Regions from separate parts of the Mus musculus genome. Here region 2 is linked to region 1. A link is a contact called in public promoter capture Hi-C data. All regions are on one chromosome and are shown on one strand. The core of a region is the stretch at or near the end of the contact, and the rest is flanking DNA. Distances in the headings are between cores, read along the strand shown.

Region 1 (5,824 bases), core at 1,992-4,491:
GGCTCCCCTGACCCCTTGACATGGTATTTCAGAGCTTATGGAGTGTGTTGGGAGATTGGGGACCACAGAAAGAGCATCAGTGGCCATGAATTCTGGAAGTTTGCAGAAAAACACTATCAGTCCTTCCTTCCCTAGGCTTCAAGTAATGGAAGGAAGATGCCCAAAATGTCCTTGATGTGCCAACCTGGAGAAGAGACAGGGAGCATTATTCTTGGCATCGAAGGGTTCCTGAGTGTGGAGAGCTCTTGGTGCCACTTTCTAGGAATTTGACATTGGGCTAGAACAAGGAAATAGGCTCAAGATGGATACAGCTGAGGAAAGTGTTCTTTGTATATTGATGGGTCTTGTTAAGACCCTGAATAAGGTAATCATGGGACCTTTGTCTATGCTTTGTTTGTTCCTTATCTACTCTGTTTATGCTTTGTTTGTTCCTTGACTACTTTGTTTATGCCTTAGGACTGACCATATTCTTTGCATGTCTCTAGAATGGTAAGAAAGCAGACTGGAGAAAAATAAACACACATCAGCTTTAGAACTGGCTGGAGTCAAGTTATAGTGTGTCTAATTGTTTTTTCTTTCTTCAATATTCATTCCCTCCCTCCAGACCCTGTTGACTGAATGAGCTGGCTTGGTCAGCTGAGCCTGTGGCCCAGTGCTCCTTGGGCTTGTGTCCCTCAATTTACTAGTCCATTCCCATTTCCAGAATACTTTTTCTTTTCTAAGGAAATGTTTCTTTTCTCATCATTTGTGTCTGGTCCAATTCACTGATGCTGGACAAAAATATGTGGGTATTTCAACAGTGCCCCTGGAAAAGTTTGACAGTTATTCCTGGACTCTGGACTCTATCTATATAAACGTTTGATAAGCCAAGCTAGATAGAGACAAAAGGGTAAGAAGTTTCTGATCTTTCTCTCTCTGTCTATGTCTATCTGTCTATGTATATCTGTCTGTCTGTCTGTCTGTCTCTCTCTCTCTCTTTCTGTGTGTGTGTGTGTGTGTCCCTCCCTCTCTGTTTTATCTTCTCTCTCTGACTGTCAGTTGGGAGCACATAGGTCCTTGCCTCCTATAAACAGATAAACAGATAAACACTAATAACCTTGTATTTTGTGTTCTCTGTAGAGCCAGAACACATTAACCTCATACAGCAGGACCAGAGATGGCTAATAGCATAGGTAACCTTTGCTTTATTTGTATGGTCCGAGGCTCCCCCAAGCTCACACAACCAGGGATGGAAATGGTAATAGTCCAAATGACCTCCGTACTATCTGTATGACTTACACCATACCAGATTTTTCCCTGGGCCCTTCAGCTAACGTATGAAGCCTATCTCTGGAATTAATCCTCTTGAGAGAAGTCACATGTACTTTGAATTGAGTTTCAGTGTAATTATACCTCATGATACCTCCGTGTACACAGAGGATTGTATTACACCAGGAAACATTTTGCTATATTTTATTGTGCTGAAATATATTTACAACAAACAGTGCCAGGTTAGATTCTAGAAGTTTGAACCGACATTGGCTAAATTATATTCAACCAGATTTCCTTCTTACTTCATAGAGACCATTGCTCTGTTGGCCACAGCATTCTCAGAGACCCCATCATCTGTCTTTCCCTATTTCTGTGTCTGTGTCTGTGTCTGTGTCTGTCTCTCTCTCTCTCACTCTCTCTCTCATAACCAAATTCATAGTTACTCCTTCTTTTCCAGAGCACTTTAAGATGCTGGACAAGCTTCTGTAGGAATAGATTAATCCTGACCCAGGGGCATCAGATTCAATCTGGCTTTACTTTGCTTTCCCTGGCTACAGCATCCCACAGTTGGAATTAGAGATTGTACCTGCACCTTATGGGAAATAAAGATTTTGTCAGGACAGCTCAGAGGACTCTGAAAACTGGACAGCAGTAGCCCAGGAAGGTCTGCCTTGACTGGGAGGCTCACAAGGATCCTTCTGGGCTCTCTGTCTTGAGGTGGAGGTACATGCACCTATGCATAGCATCTGCTCTACCTTACCAAACTTCTTCTTACCTTCTGGACCAATTGACTTCAGAAGGGCAATAGGAGTAGGGGGCCCACAGGCTCAAGGGATCAGAGGTGACCTGATTCCCTAGGTCTCAGAGGTAGGCAGGAGAGCCTTTTTTCTTGTTAGTTATATGCTCTATTCCTCTGAACAGTTGCAAAACACAGATGTTCCATATCTCCATACTCAGGCTCAGGGTGTGATGTAGTGCCCCATGCACCATCTATTAAATCTGGAACCACTGGTTGGTGGTACTGTATCAATCACATTATCTTCCTGGTGATGTGTGGGGCCCTTGACTCAGGTATAGAACTTTTACCCACCATACCCTAAGCCTCAGTTGTGTGCCCACCGAGTCTCTGGGTCTCTACTTGCTCTACCTTATCAAACTTCCTGACATGGCTTTATATAACATATATTCATATATATTTATTCATATATATTTAGTTTCTTGGCCAAAAGGTTTTAATACCTCTTGTCAGAGAGAATAGAATTGACACATTTTTGTTTCTTAATCCTGGGGGGGGGGGGGGCGCGGGGAGGGAGGGAGGGAGAGAGGGAGGGAGGGAGAGAGAGAGAGAGAGAGAGAGGTGTTGCCCTGGCTATTTGTTTAGCCAGCCAGGGATGGGAATGAATGCGCCTGGAACAGAAAGCTTGAACAGCATTTCAAGAGGTCCATTGAGGGATAGGCTGGAAGATTCTGAGGACATGCTGGAACATTCTAAGGACTATGTCCTCAGAAGATCAGAAGGAGCATACTCTAACCTGCTGCTCACTTTTGGAGCACCAAGTGGGCACTGGTGGTCCTTTATTCCATTCCAGAGGGCCTGTTTGGTAATCATCTTTGTTTGTGAGCCGAGCATGCACTAAATTCTCTCCCAGGTACGTCCTACTACATGCTGTGAGACAGCCTTAAAAATCAAAACAAGCTTCCAGTCACACATCCAGCACCAGGCACACAGCTTAGTGGGGGCATTAAGCAAACTCCCTGGACCCTCAGGACAATTAGCATCCTTGTTCCCCATCAGCAGTAGAAAGAGAAGCTAGAGGCACACTCAGAAACAGCCACTAGCAAACGTCTGTGTCCTGGGTTCCCTCAGAGTGGAGAACAGGGAAATCCTTACCCCATGGTTGCTGTAAAGGTGGTAGCTGTTCTCTGGGTTTTCAGCAGAGCAGAACTCCTCAGAAACCTGCCTTGACTCTCTGCTCTCTTGCAGACTGTCACACCAACTGGAAGCTCAGGTTTTTTTTAAAGGGCTGGGTGAGCTAGGGGGTGTGCTCTTTTCAGTCAGCAGTGAGAAACTGAAACTGAGACTGGAAAGTGAAACTGAAGCCTGCAGTTTATCCAGGGAGACGCACTGTGGGGCACTGTGGGGTTTGCCCTACTGCATTCTCCACTGAAATCGATGAGGAGAAGGCTCTGAAACGGATACAGACATGTCGGATCCAGACTGCTGTCCAGAGAGAGAGAGTGAGACATCCCTGCCACCCAGAGACTCTTATCTGTTAGGTAGGGGCTGATGGAGGTGATACAGATAAAATGGAAAGCAGACTGGCATCTTCAGAAGCAGTGTTGTTCTTTCTTCCAAGCAACTGAAGGTCTGCAGTTCCTCCTTGGAAGTGAGACTTTCCCATGTGGCACTAGGGGGTCTTAGGATGGCAAAGGGAAAGTTTGGGACTGGAAGAGTGAGTTCTCATGCATTGTGGAAGTGGAAGAAGATACTAGCTGGTTTGTTGTGTGTCTATCCTTAGCATCTTCCACAGATGTCATTATTCACCTGCATTGACTGGTCCATAGCTTCCCAGCCTATCCGAAGCCTTAGGAATACAGTCTTTATAAACCAGGACAGTTTCCCATTGCCCAGAGAGCTGTAGAGCCATGCTTTGTGTTAACTTCTCCTGAGGTGACTCTAAAGGGTTCTTTCCACCAATCATAGTCATGTTAACAAGAACCAAACATGGAATCCCTAAAGGGTGATGGTTATTCAGAGCCTTGATGCTATCCCACTAATAGCAAGGCTACTAGATGGGTCAGTGGTTAAGAGCACTCACTGCTCTTCTAGAGGTCTTGAGTTCAGTTCCCAGCAACCACATGGTGGCTCACAAGTATCTGTAATAGGATTAAATGCCCTCTTCTGGTGTGTCTGAAGACAACTACAGTGTGTTCATACACGTAAAATAAATACCATTTTAAGGGCTAATAGCAATCTAGGGAACTACAGACAGTGGGGCTCACACTGTTTCAGGTTGAGGTCAAATACTTTAGTCTGTTGTCTTGGTTAACCTGTAATCTCAGCCTTTATTGCTGTCTAGTTCCTTATCCTGACCTTTGATGTCTAGGTCCTCAAATTCAGCTCATCCTTCTCACCTCCATATATTAAAAATATTGAAAGAAGTTAAACATCTAATCCCATCTCCTTGATATAGTGCTAGCCTCTCCTGAGAGTTATCTTTGACCAGGTAGGTACAGCCCTAACCCCCCCCCCCCATCAGCTGACACCAAGACAGGAGTTGGCCCTCTGGTCACTTTCTCCAGTAAAGTTTAATTTTAGAGAACCTAGAGTTATGTGTCAGTCAGATAACTAGGTATATGTTAGAGAGTTAAAGTGTTTGCTATCAAGCCTGACTCCTGGGTTCAGTCCCCTGACTCCGTGCTGGCAGAGAAGAACTAAATCTAGAGTGTTCTAACATGACTTCACACGAATGTCATAACACCACCCCCACAGACACACTAACAAAAACACAGTTACACACATACACACTCACCCATACACATACCGGCTACACACTTCACTGAAATATAATATTAAAACACTTAAAAATGGACAGGGTTGAAAGGATTGTGTTAATAAGGCTCTTAACTCAAAATTGCCTTTTTCTCTTTTGTTTTTCATTTTTTCTTTCTTTTTGTTTGTTTGTTTGCTTGTTTGTTTGTTTTACATTCTGACTGCTGCCCAGTTCCACCATCACACCCTCCATGGCTATTCCTTCTTCCCTGTCTCCTCTGACAAGGGAAGGCCCCTATGTCCCATGGGTACTACCACCCACCCCCACCCCCAGCCCATCAAGTTGCAGCAGGACTCAGAGCTTCCTCTCCCACAGAGGCCAGACAAGGCAGCCCAGCTAGCAAAAAGAGACTGAAAGGGAGTAACAAAGGTAGAGACAGCCCTCGCTCCAACTTTTAGGGGACCCACATGAAGATCATGTGGCACATCTGCTACAAATGTGTATGGGGCCTAGGTCCAGCCCCTGCATGCTCATTGGTTGGTGGTTCTGTCTCTGTGAGCTCCCATGGACCCAGGTTAGTTGACCGTCTTCTTCTTCTTCTTCTTCTTCTTCTTCTTCTTCTTCTTCTTCTTCTTCTTCTTCTTCTTCTTCTTCTTCTTCCTTCTCCTTCTCCTTCTCCTTCTCCTTCTCCTTCTCCTTCTCCTTCTCCTTCTCCTTCTCCTTCTCCTTCTCCTTCTCCTTCTCCTTCTCCTTCTCCTTCTCCTTCTCCTTCTCCTTCTCCTTCTCCTTCTCCTTCTCCTTCTCCTTCTCCTTCTCCTTCTCCTTCTCCTTCTCCTTCTCCTCCTCCTCCTCCTCCTCCTCCTCCTCCTCCTCCTCCTCCTCCTCCTCCTCCTCCTCCTTCTCCTCCTTCACCTCCTCCTCCTCCTTCTTCTTTCCTTTTGGTCTTCTTGTGATAACCTTGATCCCTCCAGCTTGCTCAATCCTTCCCTCACTCTTCCACAGGACTCCCCAAAATCCACCTGATGTTTGGCTGTGTTCTCTGCATCAGTTTCTCTCAGCTGCTGGATGAAGCCTCTCAG
Region 2 (5,824 bases), core at 2,264-4,763, 1.8 Mb before region 1:
TAGAAACTGAACAGCTTTGCATGTGAATTCAGGCCCAGCACTCAACAGCTGTGAGCACGGTTAGTGAAGCTTACTTTTCGTACATATAAAAATTAGGATAATCCAAATATTCTTTCCCTATAACCACTGCAAACTGCTTCAAGATTGATGAAAAGCTAAAATGGCCTTGGTACACATATAGCATCTAGTTTAGAACGTATGATAGATATTAAACTGAGGCTACTGGGATTAAGTTTCACTGAATAAGAAAATAAAATTATAGTAACAGAAAGCACAGAAAGTATGTATACTCATACAAGTAGTTAAAAAAAAACAATTTTCCCTCTGTAAGGCAGGAGACAGTAAAATCCTAAAAATTCCTCAGCTACAGCAATATTACAACATTCTCAAACTTGACTTGAGCGTGCTCTAGAATTACCAAGCCAACCCTTCGAAAGGCAGATGCTGGGCACAGGAGCTCCCCAGGAAGTAGGCCTGTAGACATGCATTCTACCAGATGCTCCGGGCATGCCGACAATAGTGTGATTGGGGAAGGAATCAGTCAGAGGCACGAGCCAACTCCTTCAGGGTCATTTTTGAAAATATTAAAAATCTGAAATACTTCGCTTTTTGCAAGTTCATAACCATTTTAAAGCCTTTTAAAGAACATTTTACAAACTGGGTTTAAAAGTCAACATGTACTTGGGGGACAGAGGCAGGCGGATTTCTGAGTTCGAGGCCAGCCTGGTCTACAAAGTGAGTTCCAGGACAGCCAGGGCTATACAGAGAAACCCAGTCTTGAAAAAAAAAAAAAAAAAAAAAACACAGTAAACATGTATTAGGATTCAACTGATAGGAAAACTTCATGCTATTAGCATACCAGTGACAAATATTCTGAAAATTAATTTGAAAGTAATTAAGACTACTTTCTAAATCTTAAAAATCCAGACCAAAACAGAGCACAACAGTTTTAAAGGCACGCACGCACGCACGCCTAGGTGAATTTGGGTTTCACATAGAAAGCGGAGGACACAGAAATACGTACATGTATGGAGGCATTCCGTCACTGTCGTGGGCTTGATCAGATAGCCTTTACAGATGTAGCAGGTGATGTAAGGGTTGAAGTCTTTCACCAAGTGTTTCCTTTGGGTAGCCATTCGAGGTCAGCTGGCTTGAGCAGTTGAAGCAGAGGAGCACTAAGGAGATGCAAAGCTGCTCCCAGGAGCTAGCGCAATGTTCCTGTAGGAGTCCCGAGGCGCGAGCGTCCAGCCTGAGCGCAGGTCACTGAGCATCACTCACTCCTTTTGGCGGTTCTCTTTCTCATACCTGTTCCCAAAGTCACAGAGAGAAGGCATCACATTTCTTATACTGCATTTAATATCATTAACAGTACATTTTCAGGGTCAAAATGTGATGAGCAGGACACAACCTTTATTGTAGAATTAACCTGTAAATCTACTCTCATTTAATTGAGAGTTACCAAATTCACCCAGTTATGAAGCTTCAATTACCACTGCAACTCATGGCACCCAAAGCTGCTGAACCCAGTTAAGGCTGCTCCTCGGCAGTACTGGGCTTTTACTACCTGCTTGACTTCCTATCAGGAGCCTCTGCCGATACAAGCGACCAAGTCTCACAACTGAAGTCAGCAACCCCCTACCAAAGGGTCTCTATTTCCATTCTGTACTCTCCGTCCAGTTAACAGTCAAATCAACATGATGTGCATGTCCCCTCTTCAGACAGATACCCTCCGGGCAGGGCATCTGACATTCTGCTATCAGGTTTATTCTATTTATTTATTACAGTTAGTACTTCTCAAATAGAAAAAATAAAAAGTCGGCGCTTCCTCTCTGTAAACAGAAAAAGCATGTAAGGTTTTTAGCCTGTCCCATGAGATGTAAACCACATTCCTAATTGGTTTCCATTGCAAACTGACTCTAACCTTTCCTTCAACACTTCAGGTACACTGACAGGACCACTCTTCCCACCATATAAACTCTGCAGGCTCCTATCTTCTGTCCAACATGCCTTTCCTCTTCATCACTGCACCATCCTTGTCCCTGTGTCCCTCTCTGACACTATCCTCACTGTAATCCCTATTTGCTAATGCTTACTTCTCCCCAGTTACTTTTTTTCACTGATTTAACATTCATTCATTCATTCATTCTTATTTTTCTGGGCTGGGTTTCTTATAGCCCAGGTTGGCATACAACTCCTGGTTTAGAGGGGATGACCTTCAATTTCTGATCCTCCTGCCTCCTCCTCCTTTAGCATGCCGGTAATACAGGTGTGACCCACCACTCCCAGTTTGCACTGTGACAGGGATCAAACTCAGGCACAGTGCATGTTAGGCAAGCACTCTACCAAAATTCATTCTTTTTTTCCTCTATTAGTGAGAAAGTTCTAACAGATACCAGCCACAGTTAGTCTCAAGTAGCTATTTATTTCATTGCTTTATTTGTAAGATAAAAATAAGAGCTCCAGCGACCTAGAAAGGCGATGATTAAATGAAATAGTGAACAGTGAAAACTGAAGAAATGTCATTAATTCTTCTTAGAATTTTACTAATCACTAGCTTGTTAGGTTATTTAAAAAGTTTTGCAAATTCCCTACAAGAAAGATGACCTTAGAAAACAATGAAGATGCTGATTTCAGTAGGTTCATCCTACACGAATCTCACTCATTAGGCAGAAACTTTTCCACTACCTTGGCTGTTAACACATAGGCGAGTATAAAATAACTGGAAAAGTCTAGAAGGCATCATTCCAGCAGCACACCCTCACTGTGAACGTTCAGGGTATAAGCTCGGAGCGTCTACTCCTTGGGAAAATAGTGTCAAGGATATGACAGAAAGTGTAATTTAATTAATTGCAATGTCGGGGTTCTGGCCTTCGTGACCTTCAGCAAAGCATTAATATCCTCGCCTGGGTCCCCGCTCCTCTCTCGACTTTCCCTTGCTCCCAGGACTTACGTGAGCGCTCGCTCGAGGCAAACCGGTGGGAAACGCAGTCCCAATCCCAAGCCCAGAGCCCTGTCACCCCGACACGGAAAGGAAGCGAGCGCTTGCGGTGTCGCGCGGCCGGCCGGCGGCAACTTTTCCGCGTCAGCCGGCGCGGGTCCCGGAGGTTCGAGCCCTTCACCGCCGGGCAGGTGCTCGGCTCAGGAGCCGGGGCTACTCGCGCGGGGACCACGGGACAGGACGAGTCTCCGCGGGCCGGCCGCGCCGCCCCCGAGCGCTGCCCCGAAACCCCGCGCGCCCGCCCCGCCCCCGAGCGGCTCCGGCTCCAGCGCCCGGCGCGGCAGGTGTCTGGGGCGCCGCGGCCGCCGGCGCAAACTTGGCGCGCGGCCGGGCCGCCCCCGCGCGGTACCTACCCAGCGGCCGCCGCCGCTCTTCAGCCCGCCGGCGCGCCCGCCTCCGAGCCCGGGAAAGCGAAAGAGAAACAGCGCCCGCCGCGGCCTGTCTGGTCCCCCGCGCCCTGTCCGCCCTCCCCCAGCAGGCGGGAGCGCGCGGGCTCCGCGGGGCCACTCGGCTCTGGCGCGATAGGGCGCGGCGGGCCTCGGGGCCAGGCCGGTGCCGCCTCCAAGGGCAGCTCCACCCACCTCCAACCGCCAGAGCCGCCCGCCTGCCCGCAGGCCACGCCTCTCTCGCCGACCACGCCCCGTCCCCACGCCCTTTCCTCGTGGGCCACGCCCCTTCCCGCCGGCCACGCCCCCAGCCCACGCCCGCCGGCTCGTGCTCCTCCTAGGCGCCTGGGACACCCTGAGTGCCCTGCCCCCCACCCTTGTTGCTCCTGTGTGACACGTAGCTGTGGCCGAATTTTATCTCCGTTCTTATCCTCGCCATCCCTCTCAGGGTTGTTTTCAGTCTTAACAATGACCAGTACGCTTTGCCTGGCCGGTTCAAAAGCAATGGTCAGCGTTGAGCACTGAGTCACCTCACTGAATTTTCTCCTTGGGGCGGTGAGATGGCTCAGCCGGTAAAGGCACTTGAAGCCATGCCTGAGGAGACTTGCTCAGTCCTCAGCATTCAACGGAAGGAGAGAATGGACAGAACGACCCCTGCAAGCTGTTCTCTGACCTCTATAGGTCAGAGGACAAACTCACAAACATTCATATAAATAAATATAACTTAAGACATCGAAGAACAGTTTCATAGGAGGCATTGTTCTCCACACTGGACCCACGAGGCCGTACTGGACATGAAGACACTGGCTTGCAATGAACCTTATTTAGAAATCACCATTGAACTTGTAGCAGTATGATAGGTCTAGCAATCAGAATCACTGACAAATACAGGTAAAGTGGTAAAAATTTATTGCTGTTTGCAAGGTTCAAAACAAACAAAAACCCCAGTGCTCTTTCTAGTGGACTTTGAGACTTCGGAGACACCATTCATTAACAGAAAAGGAGGATTCCTTGAAAGGTGACCTATACTCCTCTCCTACTGCTTTCCCCAAACTCATAAATTCCTACTGAGCATAACTTAGACCCAGTACTTCACTTCTTAGAAGACTATAATCTAGGATCCCTAGGATCCTAGGCAAAGCAAGGTAGCCATCACTTACTAACCAAATATCAAAGGAGAATTCTCCAAAGCGCAAGCTGCAAAGTAACCTTCAATCTTGCACACCAGAAAGAGAATCAGGGCTGCAGTTCCAGCATCTCTTTTGTACGAGCCAGAGCAAAGGTGGCTGAAGAATTCGGAGAGAATGCAGAGCATTCGCTTTATCTCCTCCAGACAGGCAGAACCTCTGGCTAGTGACAGATTGCGGAGGTGACTTCAAGAACAAAACAACAATCCAGGCGTGCACAGGTGTCCAGAGATATACCTCAAATTTAAAATGCACGGGGCAGAACAGGATGCCTTTAAAACTAGCCATTTTTATAACTAAACAGGTAAATTAGATGCAGGTAAAACAAATTCATTTGAATATCGCTGCAGGAAGAATACAGAGCTTTAAGTGATTATAATCCTCTTAAGGACCCCTTTTTGAAACTCCGACTCAAGGTTGGGATGACTTCTGCAAGACACAGTAATTACAGTAAGCAAAAGAAAACAAGTCAAGTGACTGTAGGCTTCATGTCTTTCATACTGAATGTATCCAAATGAGAAAAGCCAACCTATTTCTAGTATATTTAAAATAGGCAATGGGGCCAGGCAGTGGTGGCTCACACCTTTAATCCCAGCACTTGGGAAGCAGAGGCAGGCGGATTTCTGAGTTCGAGGCCAGCCTGGTCTACAGAGTGAGTTTCAGGACAGCTGGGGCTACACAGAGAGAAACCCTGTCTCGAAAAACCAGAATAAAATAAAATAGGCAATGGATTGCACACTAAGTTCTATTAAAATGTGAAATGGAAGATCCTGTTATATACACTGTAGCACACACACAATGGCCTAATATTGTTCTAGTTTGTGTCTGCAAGTGTTTTAAATGTCTTTTCCAGGAGTACAAACATTGAGAACTCCGAGAGGAATGCAGTTGGTGATCGGTAAGTGAGCTGCCCAGTATTTTCAGAAATGATCTTGGACTCGGACTCCGGGAGGACATACCCCAGCAAAGGAGGGAGAGAGGGAGTGCTGATGCCAAAGCCCTACGCAGTCCCCTGCGGTGGCCGTGGAAATGGAGATGCTGGAGTAAGACTGAGAGATGCCATTGGGTCCCATCCTTTGTGGGGACACCAGTGTTTTGAGTCCCTACTTACATTTGAAGCCAAACAGTGTCTTAGTCATCCATTCTTTGCTGTGAAGAGAAACTGAGACCAGAGACCACGGTAACTCTTCTGGAAGAAAAAGCACTTAACTGGGGGCTTGCTGACAGCCCCAGGGACTAGCTCATTTCCATCC

The links. Promoter capture Hi-C pulls out the DNA fragments that hold promoters and counts their contacts.
Region 2: a contact with region 1 is called in a promoter capture Hi-C map of hippocampal neurons, with 4 times the contacts expected there. A contact is called at or near these places in 2 of 39 promoter capture datasets (hippocampal neurons and liver).

Annotation. Positions count from the first base shown.
Region 1 is chr19:34,638,306-34,644,129 of GRCm38.p6, reverse strand. It overlaps Ifit1 (interferon-induced protein with tetratricopeptide repeats 1), which reads right to left and starts at 3,241. Exons shown (of 2, transcript NM_008331.3): 1 at 3,143-3,241. The coding sequence starts at 3,147. It also overlaps a transcript of Ifit1bl1 not described here and a transcript of Ifit1bl2 not described here.
Region 2 is chr19:36,407,437-36,413,260 of GRCm38.p6, reverse strand. It overlaps Pcgf5 (polycomb group ring finger 5), which reads right to left and starts at 3,513. Exons shown (of 10, transcript NM_001368691.1): 1 at 3,352-3,513; 2 at 1,025-1,305. The coding sequence starts at 1,136.